Linked DNA regions of Sus scrofa: regions 1 and 3 are each linked to region 2. The links are chromatin contacts, called in public Hi-C and HiChIP or PLAC-seq maps. All regions are on one chromosome and are shown on one strand. Each heading gives the region's core, a stretch centred on a gene start, on an enhancer-like site or on the middle of the called end of the contact. The rest is flanking DNA. Distances are from core to core; before and after follow the strand shown.

Region 1 (3,564 bases), core at 641-3,140, 220 kb after region 2:
ATTCTGTGTTCTGTCCTTTCAGAATCCAAACATCTTGTTTCTTTTCCTGAATTTAGGAAAGTTTAAATTACAACTGTGTTCACAAGGACTGATTGTTACAGGCCTGTTTTTCAGTGATAAGTTTGGTCACAAAATTGAAGGAGGCTTTGATATTTGACCCTTGGATGAAAAATAAAGTTTGCCTTCACACTAATGGGAATCATGGTTGCCACGTCAAAGTTGGTATCCTACATACAGAGAAGAGTACATGATTGTCAACATTTTAAAGTTTATAGAAATGTAATTTAAATTTTAATAAACCATATTTTGTATTTTCGTAATTTAAAATTGTTACATTTTAATTGGTATGACCACTATGGAAAACAGTATTGGGGTTCCTCAGAAAACTAAATATAGAACTACCATATAATCTAGTAATCCAAAGTCCTGGGCATATATCCAGACAAAACTATAATTCAAAGATATATATATGCCTATGTTCATTGCAGCACTATTCACAATAGCCAAGACAAGGAAACAACCTAAATGTGCATTGACAGATGAGTGGATTAAGAAGATGTGGTACATATATACAATAGAATACTATCAGCCATAAAAAGAACAAAAAAATGCCATTCACAGAAACATGGAGGCAACCAGAGATTATCATCCTAAGTGAAATAAGAAAGAGAAGGACAAATACCATATAATATCACTTATACATGGAGCCAAAATATGGCACAAATGAACCTATGTACAAAACAGAAACAAACAGACTCAGACATGGGTAACAGACTTGTGGTTATCAAGGGTGGGGGAAGTGAGATGGACTGTGAGTTTGGGGTTAATAGCTGCAAACTACTACATTTAGAATGGATTGACAATAAGATTCTATTTTATAGCACAGGGAACTATAGTCAATCTCCTGGGATAGATCATGATGGAAAAATTTATTTATTTATTGCCATACTTTTGGCATATGGAAGTTCCTAGGCCAGCCTACACCACAGCAATGCCAGATCTAAGCCATGTCTGCGACCTACACCACAGCTCATGGAAAAGTCATATCCTTAACCCACTGAGTGGGGCTAGGTATCAAACCCACATCCTTGTGGATACTAGCTGGGTTCCTTTCTGCTGAGCCACAACAGGAAAATAATATTTTTAAAAAGAATGTGTATACATATATGACTGGGTACAGCAGAAATACATGTATTTCTGTACAGCAGAAATTGGCACAATGTTGTAAATCAACTATAATTTTAAAAAATGGAAAAAAAATAAACTTGTTACATTTTCCTTTCATTGATGACTTTCTTTTTGCTTCCCTTTTTCTTTCCATGTTACATTATGGATTGTTAGGAGTTGGTATGAATACCTAGTTCATTGATAGTTACCCATTCTTAAGTACATGTGTCATACCCTCTGTGCAATTCAGTATGACATTAGGTGTATCCATAAAGTCAAAATAGATTCATTAGAATTTGAAGGTTTCCACATGGCAGAATGCATGAGCTCACACCAGATTTGAAGACAGGCTTTTTCTAAGGCCTTTTTCTAAGACAGGCTCAGTCCCAGCAAGATCCTGGTGAAGCAGGATTGTTTTAAAGCTTAGTCAGGACACTCTGCATTATTTCACAGAAACTGTACCCTGGGCTAACTACCAGAGAATGACTGGTCAAAGAAATTGGCATTCTAAATGAGTCACATCAATGTCATTTCCTTTTTCCCTCTCTTTTTAAACAATGAATTAAACATCCGTACCCAAACAGACCTCTTGTGTAATCTGCACATTACACAAGAGGTCTTGGGACAACAGGCAGACAGCCAAGTGAATGAACACATCAGGATTGCTTGGTTGCCAGATCCCCAGGCCAGGCGCTCAGCCTTGTCCTGGTCCTCCTGCTGTGCATTTCTCTACTCATTCGGGGCTGTGACAGACTGGGGTCAGGGACTGCAGACCAAAAACTGCAGACCAGGGGCCTGGAAGACTTTATTTCCAAATGCTTGCACATAGAGAAATTTTCATCACAACAAAGAAATATCCACAAAAGAGAAAAAAACACAGTAATATTTTTTTAAAAGATCCTGGAGGTTTCTAGCCTATCTGTGCATAAAAAAGGGCTGAATAAATTGGCACAACCACCATGAAAAACAGTATGGAGGTACCTTGGAAAACTATACATAGAACTACCATACAACCCAGCAATCCCACTCTTGGGCATATATCCAGACAAAACTTTCCTTGAAAAAGACACACGCACCTGTATGTTCATTGCAGCAATATCCACAATAGCCAAGACATGGAAACAACCTAAATGTCCATCAACAAATGATTGGATTAAGAAGATGTGGTGTATATATACACAATGGAATACTACTCAGCCATAAAAAACAAAATAATGCCATTTGCAGCAACGTGGATGGAACTAGAAACTCACACTAAGTGAAACAAGTAAGAAAGAGAAATACCATATGATATCACATATCTGGAATCTAATATGTGGCACAAATAAGAAAAGAATCTTGGAGTACCTGTCATGACGTGGCAGAAACGAACTGACTAGGAACCATGAGGTTGGGGGTTCAATCCCTGGCCTCGCTCATTGGGTTAAAGATCTGGCATTGCTGTGAGTTGTGATGTAGTTCGCAGACCCGACTCAGATCTGGTGTTGCTGTGGCTCTGGCACAGGCCGGCAGCTGTAGTTCCGATTAGACCCCTAGCCTGGGAACCTCCATATGCTGTGGGTGTGGCCCTAAAAAGACAAAAAACAAACAAAAAAGAGGCTCATGGACTTGGAGAACAGACTTGTAGTTGCCAAGGGAGAGGGGAAGGGAGTGGGATGGACTGGGAATCTGGGGTTAATAGATGCAAACTATTGCCTTTGGAATGGATAAGCAATGAGATCCTGCTATAGAGTACCAGAAACTATATCTAGTCATGATGGATCAACTATATCTAGTTATGATGGATCATGATGGAGGATAATGTGAGAAAAAGAATATATATATGTATATGTGACTGGGTCACTTTGCTATACAGTAGAAAATTGACAGAACACTGTAAACCAACTATAATGGAAAAAATAAAAGTCATTTAAAAGAAAATAAAGGGCTGAGGATCCAAAGTAATTGTCAAATCTGCTCCTACCCCACTCACCAGAGAGCCATGAAAAAAAAGAATGTAACCTATAAAGGAACTCCCACTAGGCTATCAGTGGATTTCTCAATAGAAATTCTAGAGGCTAAGGGAGAGTGGAATGACATATTCAAAGTGTTGAAAAATGAACATTTGTAGCCAAGGATATTTTATCTGGCAAAGTTATCCTTCAAATATAATGGAAAAATAAAAGCTTTCCCAGAAAAACAAAAGTTGAGAGAGTTCACCAGTGCTAGACCTACCATGTAAGAAATTCTGAAAAGACTTCCTTGAGCTGAAATAGAAAGACTCTAATAAATGACAAGAAAACATATGATAGTACACAATACTCTGATAAGTGCAAAATACAGACAAAATCAGAAAATTTTCACCCTATATTAGAATGGCGTCTTAACAACTATAGTATAAAAGTTAAAGAAAGGAGT
Region 2 (3,683 bases), core at 49-2,548:
TTATTGCTTATCCAGTCTCTATCTTAAGAGTCTGCATCTGCTAATCCCAAACTCCCAATCCATCCCTACCTCCCCCTGTGCAACCACAAGTCTCTTCCCTGAGCCTTGAGCCTCTTTTGTTGTTGGAAATTACTTCACTTGTGTCATACTAGGATTCCACCAATAAGTGATATCATATGGTATTTGACCTGGTATGAGAACCTCTGGGTCCATCCATGTTGCTGCAGATGGCACTGTTTAGGAAGGAACAAACAGTTTAGGAGGTGAGAGAGAAAGTTATTGCTATGGAAGAGAAATGAAGAGCAACAAGTTGAGGGGAACGATGCCCAAGATATAATAGGAATGGAAATAACCTGAAGAAGTATTTGAAGACCTAATTGTGGGGCTGCGCCCATGGCATGCAAAAGTCCCTGGGCCGGGGATCAACCCTGTGCCACAGTAGCGACCTGAACCACCGAGTGACAACATCCTTAACACACTGAGCCACCAGGGAACTCCTCCAGATAGAACTGAAAGCTTGCAGACCAGAGGGGCAGCTTGAACCAATGGGTTCTTGCCTCTCCGTCCCTAAAGATGCTGGGAATGATCTAGTAAAGGCTTAGACAGCTTATGCGACCCAAGGATCAAGAGCCTGGGGCAGGAGACAGCCATGGAGACAAGAGTTTGGAAGCTGGGGAAGAAATGGATATATGGGAACCTGTCCAACAGGCAAGGAAAAGACGCCTCTTCGTGGAACAGCAGAGCGCTGCACCTGTACTTGGGCACAGGGTGGCTCAGCTGGATTCGCCATCTTCCATGTTCCCTTGCCTCTTGTTATGGCTGTGTGACTAAGTGACCAGTGACCAGGTGTGTGTGAGGTCAATAAAGTGTGCCATCCCTGGGTGTGGAACTACAGAGACTGGGTGTCTGCTCTGCCGTGATGTATATCCTGTTCAGAACCAGGACACAGAGGTGCCTTTGGCCCTCGGTGGACCCTGCAGATGAGGACCATGTCCTAGGAGAGAACAAAGCATCAGGTTGGAAAAAACCTGAGTTCCTGAATGACCATGTGAACAAGGACTCTTTCCAACCCAGTTGGCCCTCCATGGCACTGTGTCAAGTGAGAAGAACGCGTGTTCTTCGAGAACACAGACGTTGAGAAGCACCCCTGGCTGTCTGGAGTCCGTGTCCTCTTTGTAGGCGGCATCCCAGGCTCACTCATGTCTGCCTTCAGACCTTCCCTTCTTCCAGGCCCTGAGGTGAGTTTAAACTAGTGCGCGGTGCCCCTTCTATTTTGATGCTGCTACACAGAACATGACCAGGAGGTGGCAGCACTGAAGTTTCCTGGCTGCTAACATCCCAATTGCATGTGTAAAGGGGAGAAAAGTTAGGTTTTCTTTTCCATTCGCCAAACTCTGCTTTCAGTGCCTTCATGCGAAGCACCGCAGGTACTCTTCTGCCGCAGGAGCTGCCACGTCTACTAGAGTACTTCCATGGGAATCCCAGGTTTCCTCTTTCTTAAAGTTGGGGGAGACTACATAGGCAGGTGTTGGTTTCATTTTTCTTTAAATGGTCTCTCCAGTTCCTCTGTCCCCGGCCCTGAGCAGATGTCAGAGGAGGACAGCTACTTAGGGATCTGGAGCCCAGTTCTCATCTGCACACACGAGGGGACCAGAGAAGGAGACATAGGGCAGGCTTTCTAGGGCGTCTTTTGAAACCGTCATCCTAGGAAGCCCTCTTCTTCTCAGTGCCCACCTGATACAAACGGCTTCATCTCTGAAGGCCCTTCGTACAAGTCTTTGTTCATTCGCGTGCTCGAGAAAACTGAAGTTCAGAGCAGCGGAAGGATGTGCTTGAAGAACGCAGACACTGAGAAGCAGCCCTGGCTCTCTGCAATCCGTGCCTTCTTTATGGGGAGCATCCAAGGGTAATTCACGTCCACATTCAGACCACCCTGGAAGACAGTCCTTTTCCAACAGCATGTGCTCAGCAAGTATCATTTTCTTCCTGGAGGCTCTTAGGTAAGTAAGCAAGAGCATTGTAAAGCTGTTTCTCTTTTTGATGCGGCAATGCAGGAAATGACCAGCAGATGGCAGCACGGAGCCTTTCCAACTCCTAACTTGCTAGTTGGAGGTATAAGGCAAGGAAAGTGGGGTTTCTTTTCCATTTTCTGAATTCTTCTGACCTTGCCTCCGATGCCCACTGTTAACTTCTCCCTTTGAAGCATCCACACTTCTTCTATTTTGATGACCAAGCATCTCCAGAAGCTACAGTTTGGGACACAATGGCAGAAGGATAACAGGGACTCCCCAAAAGGACTGACTATTCAGGTGTTGCTTTCCTTCTTCCTTTAAGAAGTCTTTCCAATTGCTTTGTCACCGCCCCTGAGCAGATGTCAGAGGAGGACAGCTACTTAGAGGTCTGGAGCCCAGGTCTCATCTGCACACACAAGAGGACCAGAGAAGGAGACACAGGGCAGGCTTTCCAAGGACGTCTTTTGAAACCGACATCCTAGGATGCCCTCTTCTCCTTCTCAGTACCCACCTGTCACAAACCTCTTCATCTTTTCAGGCCTGCCCTATGAGTCTTTGTGGTTCCACCTGCCAAGAAAAACTGAAGTTCACAGCAGCGGCAGCATGTTCTTGAAGAACACAATCATTGAGATGCAACCCTGGCTCTCTGCAAACCATACCTTAAAGAAGGATGCTTTACAGGGAGCATCCAAGGATAATTCATGTCCACAGTCATACCACCCTGGAAGACTCTCCTTTCTAAACAGTAGGGGCTCAGTGAATGGCACTTCCTTCCTCCAAGTCTTAAGTAAGTGGAAACAAGAGCCTTGTAAAATGATTTCTCTTTTCATGCTGCTGTGTGGAAAATGATCAGCAGATGGCAGCACAGAGCTTTTCAGACTCCTAACCTGCCAATTTCAGGTATAATGGGACAAAAGTGGGACTTTTCCTTTCTCCAGACTCTTCTGTTCCTGCCTCCGGAATGCCCACTCTCCAGTTTGAAGCATTCAACTTTCTACTCCTCTGATGAAAAACTGTACTGAGCATCTGCAGAAGCTGCAGTGGGACAGAGTGGCAGGTGGAGAGCCTAGGGACTCCCCACAAGGACTGAACCTCTTTACTCTCTAGGAAGGCCTGACATGCAGATTCCCAGGGCAGGCCTGTGGTGCAGGGGCCCCGAAGGCAGCTTTCTTTGGTTCCTGTTTTCACTTGTGGCAACCGAGGTTTAGCGAGGTAAGATGATGTGCTCTGGGACACACAGCAAGTGCAGGTTTTCTGACTCCTAATTCAGTGTATCATGTTAGCTTGACCACATTAATTCTCAAAGGCAGAATCTCCCGTGAAGGCATTTTCAGCCTGTGTGTGTGTATATATATATATATATGAAAGGTAAAAAGCAGTCCAAAATACTATAGTGTGAATAAAGCAACAGTATAGGAAAGAGTGTTGGCCCTCAGAGGAACACAGGGTAGCATTTGGGGGGGTGCGTAAAGGGAAGAACCAAGAGCTCAGGGAAGCTTTCCTGGCCAGAGCAGAGCGCACGCTCAACAACGGTTGAGATGAACACAAGACAAAGAGCAGTGGTGGAAATTCTAGGTCCGGAGGGCAAATGTGTAGCCTGGGCTTGCTGCTTTCTTTGACCTCCGACCCTTCCACCCCCCAACCCCTGCCCAGGACAGACATCACTAAGCA
Region 3 (3,648 bases), core at 1,113-3,612, 240 kb after region 2:
GGACGACCACTTCAGGATTACCCCCCTAACTTTCCATACCTTTTCCTTATTTCTTGACATCTCGGCACTCACAGGAGTTTCCTTGGCCTCTTGGCTGGCTCCTCAATTGTTGGGCTGCCCACCCACTGCAGGCCTGCAAGCCTTGTAGTTGCCCAACCTTGAGATGGAAGAAAGAGCCCAGACACACTGACAGAGCCATCAGTGGCTTATTGGACAGGGGATCTTACATCTCCAAAGCAGAAGGGTCCTAGAGCAACACCCCCACTGTGTATGGCAGGACAGTCAGCAAACTTCATTGCTGGTGGGAGGAGGCTATCATTTATGGGGGAACTGACGTCAAGTTGGCTCACCAGTTGCCAAGGAAACCAGCAGCTGGAGCAGGGGAAAGCATGTGGGTACTTACCAATTAAGATCTATAATTAAAAGGATTGGATAGTCACATGAGTGAAGTAGGGTCTGGCCGAGCTGGTGATGTACAGAGAGCAAGAGAACAGCCGTCTTGGATGACCTGACTATACCTATGTCCACTGAGCTGGGAGTTTCCACAGTAATGTGGGCAATCAGCTGGTAAAATACCAGAGGCTACAGCTTAGCTCTGACAAAGGTGCAGCTAATGAAATCCACCAGGGGTTTCTGATATTGCTGGGCTGCAGTGCAGCAGTGGTGACTAGCTCCCAAAGAAAGCATGTAGTTATCCTGACCTCATCTTGGGAAGAGAGGGTGAGCCAGTGATCCTCTGCATGAAAGCCATTGTGATCACCATTTAAAATCTGATTCTCAGAGTTCCCTGGTGGCCTTGCGGTTAAAGATTTGGCATTGTGACCACTGTGGCTCAGGTTCAGTGCCTGGCCCAGGAAATTTCACAAGCTGTGGGTGCAGCCCAAAATATAAAATCAGATCAAATCTGATTCTTCTCACTTGTGTAACTGAGAAAAGCAAAGGTTTTCACTGGAACATGAGTGTCTGGGTTGGATCATAAGTAGACCTGGACCTTGGTGGAATGTGGAGTTAGATAAAGAAACTCCATATTCTTTGCTATAATGGGGTCCAAGGGCATTGTGAGGGATGAATCTGACACCCTAGGAGTTAGCAGTTAACAGAAGTCAGCTTGCAGGAAGAAACAAAGTATAGGACTCCTTTAATAAGGGTCATCCTAAATAAGAATTTTGTCTAGCCACCAGGATAAGACTTGACAATTAGGATTTGTGGGGAGAGGAGAACAAGGGTTCAGTTCAGCCTCCATGCTGACTTAGATCTCCAGGGGCACAAGAACATCCTAGAATAGAGGGGGCTGTGTTAGTGATGAAAGGGCTCAAACATTAGGGGCCCAGGTGCTCTGCTATGGGATCCTGCTTCAAAAAATTGCAACATGGGAAACAGAAGACCTTTTCTTATCAACTGAGGAAAACTGGCTTTATAGGTTCCACAGTATACAAGGTGATGGCATCAAAAGCTAGGAGCAAGTCAGCACCTCCAAGGGGGTGCCCATAGGAAAGGACTGGAAACATGCGGCTGCTGGTGTATAGACCTAGGCAAAGGGTGGATGGAAGAGATAAAGTCACAAGGATCTAAAAGCAAGCAGAGCTGACAGCCACAGCAGTAGGGTGGGGAAATGCCCTACAGTCACTAGAAGTTAGAGTTACCCTGGGGATGGTTACGACAGTGTATCAGCAGCTCAGGGGTCCAAACTGGCCACTAGAGCAATGTAATGGGCAAACACAAGCTAAAGAGATGGAGAGATTTGGGCAAGGAAGGCCATCCCACAAAAGGCAAGTGGCAGGGGGCACTCTTAGATCCAGAGCAGAGAGCAAAAGAGTGACCCCTGCTAGGTGGTAGCTCCTCCAACCGCTGCCCCCACCCCAGGCTGCTACCTAGCACTTCCTCTACAAGGCTACTCCCACTCAGGTATACAAGGAGCTCCCAGCTCTTTCCTAATATCTAGGCAGTAATGTTGAGGTGAAGGGGGAAGAGAAGTGGGCACAGTAGGTGCTGGCTCTTGGATTCTGCAGATGCAGGTTGCTTTTGCAATAGTTGTAGGTCACTGTGCAACTGGCTGGTCTTCTCTGGACCTTGAATTCCTGGACATCTGTAAAATACAGACACTGTTGCTGCCACTTAACTCCAAGGGTTGCAATGAGATGCAGATGAGAGCGTGGACTGAGGTGCTCTATAAACTCTAAGGTGATGGGTGTGTAGTGTTATGAACATCAGTGGCAGGTGTCCAGAATGCAGGTGATCGAGTGAGTCAACAAGGAAGAAAATTGCTCTATCTACTTCTTGAAGAGGGTTCTCAGGAAACTGGGGCTGGGAGGCCCAGGTTACAGGGCAGTCATAAATAGCCAGTGCCTGCCCAGAAAACTTTAGTTTGCCTGGAGATTCTGGAGCTCTAGAGGACGCAACTGTGAGTGTTTCTGGTCTTGCATCTCCTTTTGTTCTCCTGATGTCCAGTGAGTAGCTCCCTGCCTCTATGGGTGGCTTATCCTACCAGTGTTGAGGAAGGCAGGGTCTGTGGAGCTGTTCAGGCCTAGGAGGGTGGGTGTTGGAGGTGGGGGGCACAGTGGGGTAATAAGGAGCACTCTTCTTCCCCACACTCTGCTCTCTTAACTCAGGGGGAGATTTGTTTCCTGGTCTGGGACAGGGTAGGTGAATTGGGTATGATACCCAACCAGACCTCAAATGCCATTGTTGGAAGCCCCCGTGGAAAATGCAGTTCATTTTCCTCTTGGCTCCTCTCCATCCCTGATTTCTTCAGAGAGAGTAGTAGCCGAGAAACAGACCAGGTGTCCCTCTGTCAGTTCTAAGTCCATCCCGGTATCTAATGACCGTGAGGCATGGATAAACATTGCTTCTCTCAGCCTCAATCTTAAAAAGCTTTCTGGACTAGGTCACTGATTTTTCGACCAATTTTCAGAGGGGTCATTGGTTTTTTTCCCCAATAAAATCTTAACCTGAAAGTTTGGTATAAACAGAACATCATGTATATTGAAGGGGCTATGGATCTTCCCATTCTCTCTGTTGTCCCAGGTAAGATGCCTCATCTGAATTTTTGGTCTGAAAACCTGTAAGTTTTCTCTCTCCAAGGCCCTTCCTGCTACAGTGGGTGATGATACGTTCCCTCCCATCTTGAGCCATTGGGCAGAATACCTTTTGCTTTTCGGGCCCCAGTGTTGAGGTCAGAGGTCAAATGTCCTGGTGCTGGCCTGGGTCCTTTGGTACCATGACTGAGCTCTGCCACAAGTACAATGAGGCAACTGCAGCTGGCCTGAGAACCCATCTGGGTATTTGTAGAGACTCCCAGGATCCCTGAGGAAGTGGTGGATTCAAAAGTGAAGACAGGAGCTCCTGCTGTGGTATGGGATCAGCGGCGCGTCTGGTGAGCACTGAGACCCAGGTTTGAGCCCCAGCCCAGCACCGTGTGTTAAGGATCTGGTGCTGCCACATTTACAGCTTATGTCTCAACTGCAGCTGGGTCTGAGCCCTGGCCTGGGAATTCCATATGCCACAGGGCAGCCAAAAGAAGTGAAAGACAGAGTTCCCATTGTTTCTCCCCAGGTTAAGAACCTGACATAGTATCCATGAAGATGTGGGTTTGATCCCTGGCCTTACTCAGTGGATTAAGGATCCAGACTTGCAGCTTGATCTGGCGCT

Evidence for each region. Hi-C and Micro-C count contacts between places; a contact is called where the count stands out from the background. HiChIP or PLAC-seq counts read pairs in DNA pulled down with a chosen protein or histone mark.
Region 1: an H3K27ac HiChIP or PLAC-seq map of alveolar macrophages shows a contact between it and region 2. The contact joins two enhancer-like sites. A contact is called at or near these places in 13 of 47 Hi-C or Micro-C datasets (alveolar macrophages, embryonic fibroblasts, epiblast stem cells and 9 more) and 2 of 2 datasets of contacts at active chromatin or transcription factors (alveolar macrophages and skeletal muscle).
Region 3: a Hi-C map of alveolar macrophages shows a contact between it and region 2, with 5 times the contacts expected there. The contact joins the promoter of SFTPD here to the enhancer-like site in region 2. A contact is called at or near these places in 15 of 47 Hi-C or Micro-C datasets (adipocytes, alveolar macrophages, embryonic fibroblasts and 10 more) and 1 of 2 datasets of contacts at active chromatin or transcription factors (alveolar macrophages).

What each region holds. Positions count from the first base shown.
Region 1 is chr14:82,028,896-82,032,459 of Sscrofa11.1, forward strand. It overlaps LOC110256704 (a long non-coding RNA gene), which reads left to right. Exons shown (of 3, transcript XR_002338593.1): 3 at 1-343. Among named protein-coding and RNA genes, the nearest start is that of SFTPD, 21 kb to the right of the region's middle. Within about 2 kb of position 1,891, at least 26 of the 83 cell types and tissues checked have an H3K27ac peak or open chromatin away from gene starts, as enhancers often do. A contact at or near this core is called in alveolar macrophages, where this site is marked.
Region 2 is chr14:81,813,178-81,816,860 of Sscrofa11.1, forward strand. No RefSeq gene overlaps it. Among named protein-coding and RNA genes, the nearest start is that of ANXA11, 20 kb to the right of the region's middle. Within about 2 kb of position 1,299, at least 7 of the 83 cell types and tissues checked have an H3K27ac peak or open chromatin away from gene starts, as enhancers often do. A contact at or near this core is called in alveolar macrophages, where this site is marked.
Region 3 is chr14:82,049,172-82,052,819 of Sscrofa11.1, forward strand. SFTPD (surfactant protein D) reads left to right here and starts at 2,363. Exons shown (of 8, transcript NM_214110.1): 1 at 2,363-2,401.